Linked DNA regions of Mus musculus: all the other regions are linked to region 1. Evidence: chromatin contacts called from public HiCAR-type data. All regions are on one chromosome and are shown on one strand. Each heading gives the region's core, a stretch centred on a gene start, on an enhancer-like site or on the middle of the called end of the contact. The rest is flanking DNA. Distances are from core to core; before and after follow the strand shown. Region 1 holds the start of Ppargc1a (peroxisome proliferative activated receptor, gamma, coactivator 1 alpha). Region 2 holds the start of Zcchc4 (zinc finger, CCHC domain containing 4). Region 3 holds the start of Sepsecs (Sep (O-phosphoserine) tRNA:Sec (selenocysteine) tRNA synthase).

Region 1 (4,838 bases), core at 1,720-4,219:
TAGACATTAGTTTGCTGAAAGCAAACATTTGGGAATCCTCTATACAAAGTTGGAAGAAGTGAGAGGCAGGCTGCACACACACACACACACACACACACACACAGACACACACCACACACACACACACACACACACACAGAGAGAGAGAGAGAGAGAGAGAGAGAGAGAGAGAGAGAGAGAGAGCAACAGGAGTCAAGACAGAGAGAAAATTAAATATAGAAACTGCCTGGGGAGACAGAAAAATCCAAGGTTGGTGAGCAACTAACAATTTAAATTCTCTTGAGAAGAGCAAAAAGCTGGACAGAAGAGGACTTTTAATTTGAAGAGTTAATTAAGCAAATGATAAGACTTCTAAAATATCCTTCTTGTTAGAGTTGTAATTTTGAGGCCCAAGAAACAAGTAGAAGGTATTCTCATTCACTCTACAAATCAGTTTAAAATGGACTTCTATAGCAGCAGAAACACAAGGGGAAGAGGGCAGCGTGTCTGTGTTCATCAGCCCTGTGCTCTCTCTAGCTTCACATACCCCTTTTTATGAAGGTAGAGGACAGAGTGGCTGTTTTAAGCAGATCATTAGCTTCATGGATGTGCTGGGTTAGTTTCTTTTCTTTTCTTTTCTTTTCTTTTTTTAAAGTAGAATTAGGTGGCAAAAAAAGAAAGAAAGAAAGAAAGAAAGAAAGAAATTATCTTTTCAAAGCAAAGAAAAAGAAAATCCTGCCACAATTCAGTGTGAGCAAGTTAAGATATCAAAACAATAATGCAGAGTTATCTAGTGCAAGCAACCATCTGTAAGAAGAGGTGTGCATGAGGTTTGAAAAAGTATGGTGGATGCCTAATGGATGACAAAGAGAAACCAAAGTATCAGTTACCATCAGGATGCCAGGATTGCTTGATAATGATGAATAAACATCGACTCTTTATAGCTAAGTGGCCAGCATTATTTCACAGTTGACTGTGTGGAAAGTAGAGCCCATGACCTTTGTCCTGAATTTTAATAGTTTACTGAAGTTTTACATTAAGTAAAAATCTAATTGGCAAGAAAAATTAGTGTTTCTTTGTGGGAGTACAGAGTAAGGCTACTAATTGCATGTAGAAAATGATCCCAGGGTTGTCTCTCTCTCTCTCTGAATTAGAAAATTAAATGAATAATACCTTTCTGATGTTTGGAAGAGGACAGTTGTAGCAGTGAAGTATATTCACCTAATTTAGAATGTCAAAGCTGTTGGCCATCTTGTTCTGTTCACTTATTGACAAACTGTCGATTTCATTACCATATTCCCTGTCTACTAGTTGTGGACATCCAAGCAAACAGACCCCTTATACGGGGTCTGAAGCAAACAGCAAGCTTGTGGGCTTTGTGTGTGTGTGTGTGTGTGTGTGTGTGTGTGTGTGTGTGTGTGTGTGTGCACGCTCGCTGCATTTCTTTCTTTCACTTTACTGTATTAGTAACTGACTATATAAAGTCAGACTGAGAGAAGTCACCAATGTTTTCCTTCTAAGGGGAGAGAAAATAAAGAGCACATTAAATTAACCTCAGTGGAATAGGAGTTTAAATGAATGGTGCTTTATAAATTATATTTAGATGCATAGGGACTTTTTTCTTCTTCTAAATTACTGTCAAGTAAAGGAAATGAGCTGGTTTTTGAGTCTGTGGGGTTTGAGGTATTGTGAAAATATGTTTTCAAAGGTCCCCTGTGCATTTCTCACTGGGCCTGGAAGGGTTAAGTCTGAGCACCCAAGTGTTATGGAAAGTGCTGAGAGTTGGTTATGTCCTCTGTCTGTAATGTCACAGGAAAAACAGTGGCACCTGCATTACCCCTCATTGACTCAGGAACGACAAAAAAGTATTAGTAAGCAAAGCTCAAGAAATGAGTATCTCTGCTGATACCATTTCAGTGTTTTTCCTTCATTCCCTGGACATTCTTGATTTCAAAAACAAACTGTACAGCCCAAGGCACTAGGGTTGGAGTCCAATGTTTATTCAAAAAGGCACCCTGAAGCCATGAGGAAGACTGTGCTACATATGAGAAAAGAAATAAGGGGTGGGGGCAGGTGAGTAGCTAAGCTGTTTCAGGGATGGCAGCAGCAATTGTATTTTCTAGCATTTGTTTTCTGGGAGCCTATGAGATCCACGGAAAGAATCATGAGGGGGAACCCAAGAGTCTAGGGTGTTGTGGCTTGCTTGCTTTACAAGGAGCAAGGCAAACTGCAGTAACAGTTTAGGAGACTGCATTCTCTACTGCCAAGGAGACAGCTGATTTGGGGTAGAGAAATTTGTTTAGACCTAAACAAATGTGGCGGTTTTGTTGACTAAACATGGAAAGAAAGAAAGAAAGAAAGAAAGAAAGAAAGAAAGAAAGAAAGAAAGAAAGAAACAAAGAAAGAAAGAAAGAAAGGAAGGAAGGAAGGAAGAAAGGAAGAAAGGAAGGAAGGAAGGAAGGAAAGAAAGGAGAGAGAGAAAGAAAATCGGGGGTGTTGCCTTCAAACACTCCTCTAATAGGGAGGGAAAAAAAAGAATCTCATGAAAATGTATCACATGAGGAGCGCTTGCTTCAGTTCCAAGCTGAGTCTGGGGCTACTTGGAAACCATTTCTTAAAGCACACACATTTTAGGCAAGGGTGTAGTTACTGTGTCAGTAACAGGGGATCTTTGCTATTTGCCTGTTTTGGATGGAAAATAAATTTAAAAAAAAAAGATTGCAGGAGATTTGAGTTATTATGTGAGCAGGGCTCCGGTTTAGAGTTGGTGGCATTCAAAGCTGGCTTCAGTCACAGTGTGATGCTTGAAGCCTCCCAAAGGCCAAGTGTTTCCTTTTCTTTCTTCTATTTTTTTTTTCCTCTCTCTCTAAGCGTTACTTCACTGAGGCAGAGGGCTGCCTTGGAGTGACGTCAGGAGTTTGTGCAGCAAGCTTGCACAGGAGAAGGGAGGCTGGGTGAGTGACAGCCCAGCCTACTTTTTAATAGCTTTGTCATGTGACTGGGGACTGTAGTAAGACAGGTGCCTTCAGTTCACTCTCAGTAAGGGGCTGGTTGCCTGCATGAGTGTGTGCTGTGTGTCAGAGTGGATTGGAGTTGAAAAAGCTTGACTGGCGTCATTCGGGAGCTGGATGGCTTGGGACATGTGCAGCCAAGACTCTGTATGGAGTGACATAGAGGTGAGCTGGGGCTGAGTATTGCAGGACCGGAGCTTCTCTCAGATGCAATGATTCCTGGAGGGGGGGGGGGATGGGCTAGGGGAGAGGAGGGGACATAGAAAGTGGCTCAGCGGGAGCTTTTGGAGGGGGAAATCTCCATCTTATCTTAACTCCAATAAGTTTGCTATTTTAAGGTGGCTCGGAGATGCCTTGAGCAAATCAAAGCTTAGCTGCTGTCATCAGTATCTGTAGCAGTTAGAAACTCTTTCCATGTGCCTTTGGCTCTGTTTCTACTCATATGCAATATTTATGCTCTAAGATATTGATATGAATCAGGAGCTGAAGTCTTTCCAGTGTTCAGTGGCCTGCTTGGAAAAATGCCATTTCTATTTATAAGAAAATGAAGATAAACATTAAAATGAATTGTGTTAAAAAGAGAGTCCGTTTTGACTCTCGTCAGGATTTATCTTTTCCGCCCTCCTCTCTCTGTTCATTAAACAGAGAATTTACAAGACCCTAAATATTCCTGCTGGGTCTGAGTTAGGTTGCTTTTCCCACAGAACACAAAACGACAGTGCTGTTTCCTTTAAAACACTTGTGTGCGGCTGAAAGGGTTGGCTAGCGAGTTAAAAAAAAAAAAAAAAATCCCAGCCTTAAGAGACCAAAGCTTTCTGTTTGCTTCTGTGGCGAGAAACCGAACGGTTAAATCTCTCTACCACGGAGAGCTGCCTGAAGCCGGGAGAGAATGGAGTTTATGCAGACCGTGTGTGGAGCAGCTCACTGCTTGTGTAAAAATAGACCGCAATACATCAATTCCACAGTCTCTGCTGGCTACAATTCATACAGGGGAGGAAAAAACACAAGCAGTTTCCCCGTAATCTCTGGAGTCTAGCTGGGGCCAGAGGACTTCAGCGTGTTTGCATTCAGTACAATGGAATGTTCTCGGGGAAAGTTTGAGCAAGTTGGAAAACAAGTGAAACTTTTGTGGACTCTGGTGAGATGGACCCGAATTGAATTGCGCGGAGGATCGGAGCTGCTAACTAACAATGGTGCTTCCTCCCGGTAGCGGGGGCACGTAGGGTAAGGGGGAGGGTCAAGTGCCACACGTGATTTGATTAAATAAGATGTCCGTGTGGTGCAGTGATACACATCTAAAGTGAAAATGATTTGGCGAGGCCGCCTGCGAATGCATTTTTCCTATCTAGCCAGGCGTGCCCTGGGTCCTTAACTCTTTGCTGGGTCTGCAGATGTTGGCTCCGTTTGCTTTCCCTAGGCTTTGGCAGATCGGATTTGCAGGTTATAATTATTGTTATCTTGTGATTTCTTGGCAAGGCAGAATAGATATAGATAATTCATGTGTCCCTTGGCTATTGAAGTCAGAGTTCTAAGTGGATTCAAAGTCCTAATTGTTGGAGTAGCCAGCGTAACCCGTGGGTGGTTGTCTGGCTGGCACCATAGCTCTCTTCGAATCACTTTCATTTTTACCTCTTGGATCGTTCCGAAACTGCTCAGAGACTGAAGAGCTGTGATCTAAAGGAGATGAGGAAGATTTGCCTTAGTCAGAATTCCTGTGATTGTTTGCAAATAAACGCCATAGCCATTTATAACCATGGCTTTAAGTTTGTTCTTTCTTTGTTTTTCTTAAGGAGTTGGGGATAGGGGCTCAGCGTCCAGCCTTAGATTGAGTCTCAGTTAGTGCGGCAT
Region 2 (4,838 bases), core at 707-3,206, 1.2 Mb before region 1:
CTTTATCTAGAACTTCCCAATCTCTAGAACTCTTGTGAAATAAATAACTGTTGTTTTTCAATATTCTCATTACCAACTAGAAGTTGCAAGGAGTAATGGCACACTCAGGAGGCAGAGGCAGGTGGAGCTCTGTGAATTTGAGTTCAACCTGGTCTACATAGTGACCCAGGACAGTCAGAGCTACACAGGAAGATACCAAAAACTAACCAAAAACAAACCAAAAGAAACTAATAAATAGCAAAACTGAAGTTGTAAGTTGACTACCCAATACTAACACATCAAATCTTATAGGGAACTAATTTTCATTTAAGACAATAACACATCTGTATCAAAGTTCAGAGTTAAGTATTAACTTTAATGCCCAGAATTTAAAAACAAAATCCAAAGCATGAAATTTTCATCCCTCCTAAGATATTTATCTTGGGGTGAGAGAGATGGCCCAGTAGTTGAGATCAAACACTACCTTAAGACCTAACTCTATTTAAAACACCCACATCAGGAGGTTCATAACTGACTGTAACTGCAGTTCTAGGGGATCGGAGGATCTCTTCTGATATCCATGGGTACTTGCACTCATGTGTGCATACCAATAAATAGGTGCACACACATATACACATAATTAATCATTAAGCTGGGCAGTGATGGCACACATTTATAATTCCAGGACTCAGGGGGCAAAGGCAGGCCAGCCTGGTCTACAGAATCAGTTCCAGGACAGCCAGGGCTACACTGAGAAACAATGTCTCAAAAAAAAAAAAAAAAAAAAAAAAAAAAAAAAAAAAAGGAAAAAAAAAATCTTTAAAAATACCAAATGCACTAAAATAAAGAAATCCTTTTATATAATGCTTAAACTTCATGTTTACTGGTTCATTCTCCGTAAAACTAGCCAAAATGTTACTGTACCTTTTCATCTTCCCACTGAAAAAAGTTACAGTCTTTTCTATCTCTACAGGCTGAGCAGGCATAAAACTTTCGTGTTTCTTCCTTCCCTTGGTTCACTTTTACAAAGAGAAGAGTAGGCCCTAGTTCCAGAATAGGAAGAAAAAATAAGTATCAAGCAGTAGTCTACACCAAGTTTCTCTGCCTTAAATAAAACTTATTTAGGCATTATACATAATTTATAATTCAATGTACTATCCTCTTTGATAAATCTTATTTTCTTCCATTGCAACACTGATGCATTTGAATATTAGAAATAATTTTTAAAACTGCTCTCTTCAAAAAGAAAATGCTTTCTGTTTACATTACAATAGTCAACAGCTGGGGTCCATGACGAAAGTATGCTTAAAAGAACAAACGCGAATAAAACAAGGGGGAAAGCCCGGAGAACTGCAAGGTTTGCCGTTACCATTTTCAGTGAAACCCTGAGCTTTACAGTTGGAAAGCCGCAAGAAGTAAACTTAATTAGGCTTCCAGGGTTTTGTTGTTTATTCTAACTTCAAAACAATAAAACCCCATCAATTCAACAAATTAAATTCCGCTAAGAACTTGTCAGCAAGAAGCCTTCAGCCCCGTGCATTCTACGTTCGGCTTTCTCCCTAACCTGTCCCCCAAAGCAGAGATGCTAACAGCTCTGGAGACAAAGCTCCAGCAGCCAGGACCTCTCTGGGGGTTTACTAAATAGAGTGACAAACACTTTCTGAAACCGGGTGTTATTCACGCATCACACAAGGTAAGGAAGAGGGGGTGGGAAAAAGCCTTCTCTTCCAGACACAAATCCGAAAAACCCGCAGAGCACCTAGCCCAAGCCTCGCCATTGGCGCCGCCGGCAAGGCTGAGCGCAGACGCCGACCCACCGTGCGGGCACAGCGGGGCAGGAGCCGTGGGGTTCGAGGGAAGCGCCACCTCTACCCCGGACGCCCTACGCCCCGCGTCGCCATCACCCTCCAGGGACTCAAGACAGTCCATGGGCGCCGCCATCTTTCTGCCGAAGTCCCGAAAGCCTCTGTCCCAACCAAGGAGGCGGAGAAAGAGCGCCGCCGCGGCACGCGGAACCCACAGCGCCCCACGCGTCCTGGAGGAGCCATGCCGCCGTCAGACCCAGAGTGAGAAACTAAGCAGGACACCCACCCACCCACCCACCCACCCACCCACACACACACCCGTGGGGGTTCTGGGGTGAAGCTGGAAGGCCTATGCCAAGAGAGCACCTATAACCAGGAGAAGAGATGAATCTTTAGAACAAAGATCTGATTAGATTATAGATCCAAAAGAGCAACAAAGAGGTAAACAATGGCTGAACCACACAGCACAGCAGCTCTATTGCGTTTAACAATGCCAAAGAACTGTCTAGTCTTTTGGTTTGGTTCTGTTCTGTTCTGTTCTGTTCTCTGACAGGGTTTCATGTAGTCCAGGCTAGCCTCTAACTCCCCAGTAGCAGAGTGTAGCCTGGAACTCCTAATCTTTTGCCTCTACCTCCCAAATGCTGGGGTTACAAACACATGCCTCACCATGCCTGGAGCTCATCTAACACTTGCTCTTACACGTAATTATTGAATTCTCGTTCTCGTTTGTACCTCAGGAAAAGAATGTCGCCATTTGCCAGTGGCAGTTGTCTACATAAAAAATATCAAAGAATGTACACTTTTTAAATAACTTCTAGGTTAACTTGAGTTTGGTAAGTTTCAGGATATGAGACTAACATACCCTGGCAGTGATTGTCTAAACATAAAATTTAGAATACCACTTAGAATTTCCAAGCAAAAGAAGCATGTATTTGTTTAACGTACACAGGTCTCATGAGCAGAAAACTAGAAAATGTGGTTGAAAAAAAAATCAAGAAAGATCTAAATAAATGTGGAAGCGTGGTCTGTTCATTACACGGGAAACGGAACACAGTAAAGATGCCACCTCCTACCAGGTTAAGTGCAGACAGGTTGAGTGCAGTTTCTAGCAAAATCTCAGCCAGATATACAAAGTATTATTCTGAATTTTATAGGGAAAGGCAAAGAAATGGCTAAAATAATTTTAAAAGAAAATAACCAAGTGGGAGAGATCAGTCTATCTAATTCCAAACAGTGGTAGTAGTAGTCAAGGCTCATTCATACACACATCTGTCAATGAAATTGCAAATTGTAACACGCGTACATGCGTGTATACACACATGCACATGCACACACTCTGATCTGAATAAGGTACATGAGGAGGTATATAATTATGATAATAAAGCAGCCTTCAAAAATGATACAGTCTTCTCTTTTCTGAGGAAAAACTTTGGTGAGAAAAATCCCACACCTTAGATTTAGGTACACAGTTATTCACCAGTTTACAACAGGCACAAATTCTAGAAACTCTGCCACTAGGGGATTTTATTGCATAGGCATTAGAGTAAAATTTAAAAAACTGGGGAGGCTACAACATCACCAAGATCCTAGGTTTTAGGGTTTTTTTTTTGCGGGTGGGGTGGGGGAACATTTACGTACACATCCCATCGGTAACTGGAATGTTATGAGGTGTTAACTATGGTTGATAGACATCTATGTATTTATTTGCTAACAGGGTTATGATAATCATCAGTAAGTTATGAGTGTTTTTATTGCCTAATAGAGTCTTTACTTCATACTGGGAAATACTGGGGGCAGAAATACTCTGAAATCCTTGGAAGGATTCTGATGGAAACTGAAAATAGACCCGAGCACAGGGGTGGACTCTGGCTGCCTGTCCTGTCACTCAGAGTTTGATCCTAAGACCCAATGAATTCGGAAACTCTTCCCACAGAGTCTCTGGACAAATCAGTAAAATCCTACAAGTACCAGGAAGACTATCCCATTATCCTCAGAGAACTCCACTCTCCAAATCTCCTTCAAACACAATGAGTGAAGCCAGATCTTTTGTAGAGAATGTCTTAGCATTGTCTCTATCTTCTGGTTGAAAAACTTTGGTCCTATCAAACACAAGCAACAGAGATGACTGATACGACAGTCATCATGATGGAGATGTGTAGTCACTACTGGGGCATCCTTTTCCACAAGGATGGTGTTTTCTGCAACAAGTAGCTCTGCCTATTAGCCTTCCCTGTAAATTTCCAGATGCTTGGTAGAATATGGTCTTTTGCTTTACCACTCCAGTCACAGATGTAAAAGTACTTTTTATTTGCCTATCCAACTGTTGTCTGGAAGGATTATGGTCTCAATCTGCTGACCTAGGCCTGGTCCTGGAAGCTTCTGGCCTCCATATATCTGGACTTAGAATGTTTTCAGCTTCTGAGACTTCTTGGTGAATAAGCTCACCCTTTCTTGTTCTTTCTGAACTCTAACTGCCTGTTCAACCCAGCAGTTCTGGCTCACAAACTCCTTTCCAAGCTGACTGATTTGATCTGGTTTCTCTTCCTTGGCCTTTCCTGAATGGTTCTGCTTGACCTCATACTAATTTTGGCAATCTGTTCTAATCTTGTGTCTCCTCATTCACTGGCTCGTTCTGTCTTCATCTGTGTCTGGCTTGTTCTCTCTGCAACTAGTCTCTGTACAACTGTCCCAATGAAACTGCCTCCTTCCTCTCTTTCTGTGTTCTTTTGCTCTCCCTCCCAAACACCCTGTTCAAATACCCTGCAATGCTCACATCTGGACCCTGATGCCCTGCTGAGCTGGCCAGGAAGCCCCCTATATGTCCTCTCTCTGCTTTCCTCCCCAGCTGTGAATAGCCCCAAACTGTGATGCTTATCTGGGAAGGCCTGAGACCCAAAGGACCATGGGAGATTTCTGGGATCTCTAAAAAACAGTGAGGGGGCTGGGGAGATGGCTCAGCTGGTAAGAGCACTGACTGTTCTTCCAGAGGTCCTGAGTTCAATTCCCAGCAACCACATGCTGGCTCACAACCATCTGTAATGGGATCCAATGCCC
Region 3 (4,838 bases), core at 829-3,328, 1.1 Mb before region 1:
CATTAGTACACAAAATAGTGGGTTCCACGCATACTTTGGTTTTAGTCCTCCTTTCTTCTCCCTCCTCCATCTCCTTCCTCTCTTCCTCCCTCCCCTTCCTCCCTCCCACCATCCTCTCCCTCCCTCACTCCATCCCCTTCCCCTTCCTTCCTCCCCTTCCTCCCTTCCTGCATCCCTCCATCCCTTTTCCCTCCCCATCTCCTTTTCTCCATCCCCTTCCTCCTTTCCTTCATCCCTTTCCTCCTTTCCTTCATTGTCTTCCTCCCTCTCTCCATCCCCTTCCTCCCTCCCTCCATCCTTTTCCTCCCTCCCTCCATTCCCTCCCTCCCTCCCTCTGTTCCCTCCCTCCATCCCTCCCTCCCTCCTTCCACCCCCTTCCTCCCTCTCAGTGCTCCCTTCCCTTCCCAGTTTGCGTTGCAGGTGAGCATGCTCTTTGTTACCCCCTTTCCCACCCCTGCCACAGGGCAAGACAGTGCAGAGGTCCTTCCATCTCTCATTCTTGCTGAAGTCATTTTAGGTTTGACTAGAATTTGATCTTCTTGATAGAAGTAAGTGGCTTGGTTATTGTTAGAATTTTTTTTTTGACCCAGGTTAAAATAAAATCAGAACTTAGAGAGACTATACAGGCTGTATCTTTTGGCAAGGAAATACCACAGACCACCCTGAAAATGGACATACACTATCTAAAATACATTTTAAAAATCAATCTAAAAATGGTGAAATGGCCATTGAGGTCATGGTTCAGCCCACTTTTGTAGACTTTTCCTAGACTATGTTGTAGGCAGGTTACAATGATCCTCAGTTAACCTCAGTGATCTTTGTCAAGCTTCACAGCTAATGTTGACTTGGGAGACTAACCAGCTTGTCTATGTTGCAATGAGTGGCTCCATAGAGACATGTGATATCCTTTTGAAGATATCTGGTAGCCCCTAAGCAAATGTCCCGGGAGGCTCAGAGATTAGCCGAGCAAAAGGTCCAACCATTTACCACATCCTTTCTTTTCAAAGGCAGGGGCTAGGCACCGGTAGTGTACAATGGTGCCTTTGAATAGCTGCAGGATTGTGACCTTTGTATGCTCAGGGATTTTAATGGGTAAGAAAGCTGGCTTGGCAGTGATCTCTCAGAACATTTTCATTGTTTCCCACATCTCCCCTCTTTCCCCATGAGCCTTTATTTTTATATGGCTACGATTCTATGAAATAGTGCATTACAGAGTCCCGTAGCTTCTTGTCCATTTTTGTTGTGGTGCCCAAAAAAGGTGAGGAACTCTTCTTCCCTCAAACATTTCAAAGTCATATAGAATTTGCAGGCCATGTGTGCTTGCTTGCTGACATGTAAGTACATATATGTTCTACCAGTGGGGAATTCCTACATTTGGTAGACTACTACTATGTTCTAAAGATACACTATTCATGGACAAATGTTAGTACAAAGTTCTTAAAGGAATTCTGTAGATCTAAACTTAGTAGAGAAAACTCTAGATCTCAGGTAAGATATGCATAAGGTTCCTCTTCCCATAATATGATGGTGGGTTGAGTTATTGCAGATTATTGCATAATTTAAAATGAAAAGAGTAACTATCATGAGATAAATTTGCCGCGAGAGCAGGGCTCTATCCTTTCCTAAGGTTGTCAGGCAGTAGGAATTGCTGAAATATATCAAGGTATGTATGATGTAAGGTTCTGGAATCTGACACAGTCTGGGGAAGACTCAAACAATATGACTGGAACAGATCATAAATTGTCATTTCCTGAGAAGCCCACACAATGACTCTTCTGCCTTCTCTGCCCTCTCTTGAAGTACTAGTGTTCTTGATTACAAGAGGGCTTACCTAGCCCAATCCAACTCCCCTTTCTTCTGGCCGGAAACCCGTTAATCTTGCCAACTCTCTCATATATACTCAAGGTTTCCAACTTCTTCCCAAGTGCTTGTGGTGTTGGGGAATGGGAGTGGAGGGCCACCAAGACGGCTCTGCGCATGCGCGGAAGTCGAAGGCGGCGTCTTAGGGTGTTTTGGGTCCACGGCCGCCCCGTACCGTCCGGGCAGCGCGTTGCATCCTGGGCCTCGGTGTGTGTTCAGTGGGCGCCGTCATGAACCCGGAGAGCTTCGCGGCGGGCGAGCGGCGGGTGTCTCCGGCTTACGTGAGGCAGGGCTGCGAGGCTCGGCGCGCCCACGAGCACCTCATCCGGCTGCTTCTAGAGCAGGTACTCGGCGCTCGGGCTCGGCGTGTGCCGAGAGGGGCGGGGCAGCGCGGCGCCTTGGTGTGTGCGGAGCTGTCAAAGTCCAAGGGCTTGGTCCGCCGGGGCCATTCGGGGATAGATCGCATGCGGCCGGTAGACCTGCGCCCGCGGGCAGCTGCCCGCCGCACCTCTCTGGCCTCACCTCTTGACGGGAGTCCTGAACCGTAGTGCCCCCAGGGTCTGCCAGCCCCTAGTTTGAAAACTCACCCGAGGACGTCACCTTTTCAGTTTCCCTAACTCCACTGAGCCCTCGCAAACTTCAGTGGCCATATTACATAAGTCCGCAACCTCTATAGTTTGTAGTCAAATAGAAAACGAACGTTTGGCCAATTGGCAAACGTTCCTTCATAGCTGCTGAGTTTATTTCTGATGTGAGGAATCAAGGGTCATTAAAACACATTAAAAGGAATTCAAGTACATTGATGTGGAGTTTTAGGGGCCGATAATTTACCTGAATATAAATGCCATTACTTTTTTTTTTTAAGGGCAAGTGTCCAGAGGATGGCTGGGATGAAAGTACCCTCGAACTCTTTCTGCATGAGCTTGCAGTCATGGATAGCAACAATTTCTTGGGTAATTGTGGTGTGGGAGAAAGGGAAGGGAGAGTGGCCTCTGCTTTGGTTGCTCGACGACATTACAGGTATGGTTCTTAAACTACTTATGAAATTATTTACTTATTCATTCATTCTGGGAATGGGAGTGGAAGGAACTTAAAATAATGGTGGTGGTATTCCTACTAAATTATAAAGTTTCCACTCAGAAATAATCCCTTCCCTCATGAAATGGGTAATGGGTACAGAAATCAAACGGAACTGAGAGATGGAACTGAGAGACTTGGAGCTTTCAAGACAGTAGTTCTGATATATGGTGGTTTCCTCTTTCATCCAGCAGACTGGTCAACATCACTGGTGCTGTGTTCTGACAATATTTAAACTAGTACATCTGTTATAAAAACTTAATGAAGCAAAACAAAGCAAAATTTAAAAAAGCATAGTTACGGCTGAGGAGCTGGCTCGGTGGTTAAGAGCACTGACTGTTCTTCCAGAGGTCCTGAGTTCAATTCCCAGCAACCACATGATGGCTCACAACCATCTGTAAGGGGATCTGATGCCTTCTTCTGGTGTGTCTGAGGACAACTACAGTGTACTCATATACATAAAATAAACAAGTCTTTAAAAAAAAAAAACAGTTCATTTCAAAAGGAATAAGAGTTATTCTAGAGATACATATAAGTGACAGGTGACCCCAAATATTATGTTCTTCTGGATGGTAACAGTTCCATGAAATTTTTATGTAAAATAGTCGCAGAACAAAATCATAGGCCAAGACACTTTTTGACTACACTAGTAGAAATATAGAGGTAGGCATGTTTAGGAAAAGCAGGGAAATTCCGTTGCAGGCCCTGGCTGTTGTCTGATGACATTCTTAGCTTATGGGTAGGTGAAGCTAGGGGGTTTCTGTCCCTTCCAGAAGGATTGACCTAATAGTCACAGGGTTGCTAGGTCACACAGAGGGAAGATGTTTTGGTTCTTGGCCTGCCAGTTGCTAACTTGCCACAATCATAGACGTTCAGCCAGCCTTGCAGAGTGTTTACCATGGGCGTGGCCTTCTTTCTTTTTCTTTTTTCAAACTTCACTTGATATACATCATGGTTGTGTGTTGTTGTGTTGTTGTTGTTTTTTTTCTTTTTTAAGACATTCTCACTTTGTAACTGTGGATGGCCTAGAACTCACTTTGTAGCTCCTGCTGGCCTCAGACAAAGAGGTTCACTTGCCTCTGTCTCCTGACTCATAGGATTAAAGGTGTTCAACCCCACTTGCAGCCATGTTTTCTTTGTAATGTACAGGTTTTACTGGAGAGTAGAGCGTGTTTATCACTGTCTGAATTCCAGCAGATGGGGGAGCAGTTGTATTAGATGATTACATTATTTGTATTAGTTTTGAGATTTTACTCCATTCTGAAAAGTGATTTTTTTAAGAGTCTCACCTGCCTCTGCTAGGACTGAAGGCCTGTGCCACCACTGCCTGGCAAGAATGATTTAATCATTAATTGGTAGTGCTTTTGGATATGACTGCTTATTTCTGTCTTCCACCCTTTCTGTGAGAAATATGATCTCTTAAAAAACTTCTTGTTTTTTTGTTTTTAAATCATGGTGAAATATTTGAGGCTTACTAAAATTTTAATGAAAATATTTGCAGTCAGAAGTGATGCTAATGAGTAGGGATGCAGATTTCCAGTCTAACAATGCCCTGGTAACAAGGTCCATAGATAATGCATATGGATATCTTGTATATAAGGCGTGCCTGTAAAGAAGTACAGTACCAGTTAGTGCTTCTGATACTCTCATTATACACAGTTTCAGATCTAATTGAATGTAAGGAGCATCAGAAGGAGTTGTTTCTTTTTAAAATTGGAGTATTCCAATTTTTAGTGTTTTTAAGTGTATAGGACCATCTAATTTAAGACACGTGGATTTGTACACTCATTTTTAAGAAACATACTTTAGAAATTAGGAAAGTTTTTGCTTGGGTGGTGGCACTGCCTGTAATCCCAGCACTTAGCAGAAATAGGGGCAAAGGTCCAAAGTATAGGGTCAGC

Evidence for each region. HiCAR-type assays count read pairs that join an accessible place to other places.
Region 2: a HiCAR-type map of astrocytes shows a contact between it and region 1, with 3 times the contacts expected there. The contact joins the promoter of Zcchc4 here to the promoter of Ppargc1a in region 1. A contact is called at or near these places in 1 of 39 promoter capture datasets (cranial neural crest) and 1 of 115 datasets of contacts at active chromatin or transcription factors (astrocytes).
Region 3: a contact with region 1 is called in a HiCAR-type map of astrocytes, with 2.6 times the contacts expected there. The contact joins the promoter of Sepsecs here to the promoter of Ppargc1a in region 1. A contact is called at or near these places in 2 of 39 promoter capture datasets (hippocampal neurons and liver) and 2 of 115 datasets of contacts at active chromatin or transcription factors (astrocytes and pro-B cells).

Annotation. Positions count from the first base shown.
Region 1 is chr5:51,552,052-51,556,889 of GRCm38.p6, reverse strand. It overlaps Ppargc1a (peroxisome proliferative activated receptor, gamma, coactivator 1 alpha), which reads left to right and starts at 2,969. Exons shown (of 13, transcript NM_008904.2): 1 at 2,969-3,155. The coding sequence starts at 3,108.
Region 2 is chr5:52,780,173-52,785,010 of GRCm38.p6, reverse strand. Zcchc4 (zinc finger, CCHC domain containing 4) reads right to left here and starts at 1,956. Exons shown (of 13, transcript NM_001308144.1): 1 at 1,797-1,956; 2 at 904-1,022. The coding sequence starts at 1,920.
Region 3 is chr5:52,666,941-52,671,778 of GRCm38.p6, reverse strand. It overlaps Sepsecs (Sep (O-phosphoserine) tRNA:Sec (selenocysteine) tRNA synthase), which reads left to right and starts at 2,078. Exons shown (of 11, transcript NM_172490.4): 1 at 2,078-2,204; 2 at 2,726-2,880. The coding sequence starts at 2,091.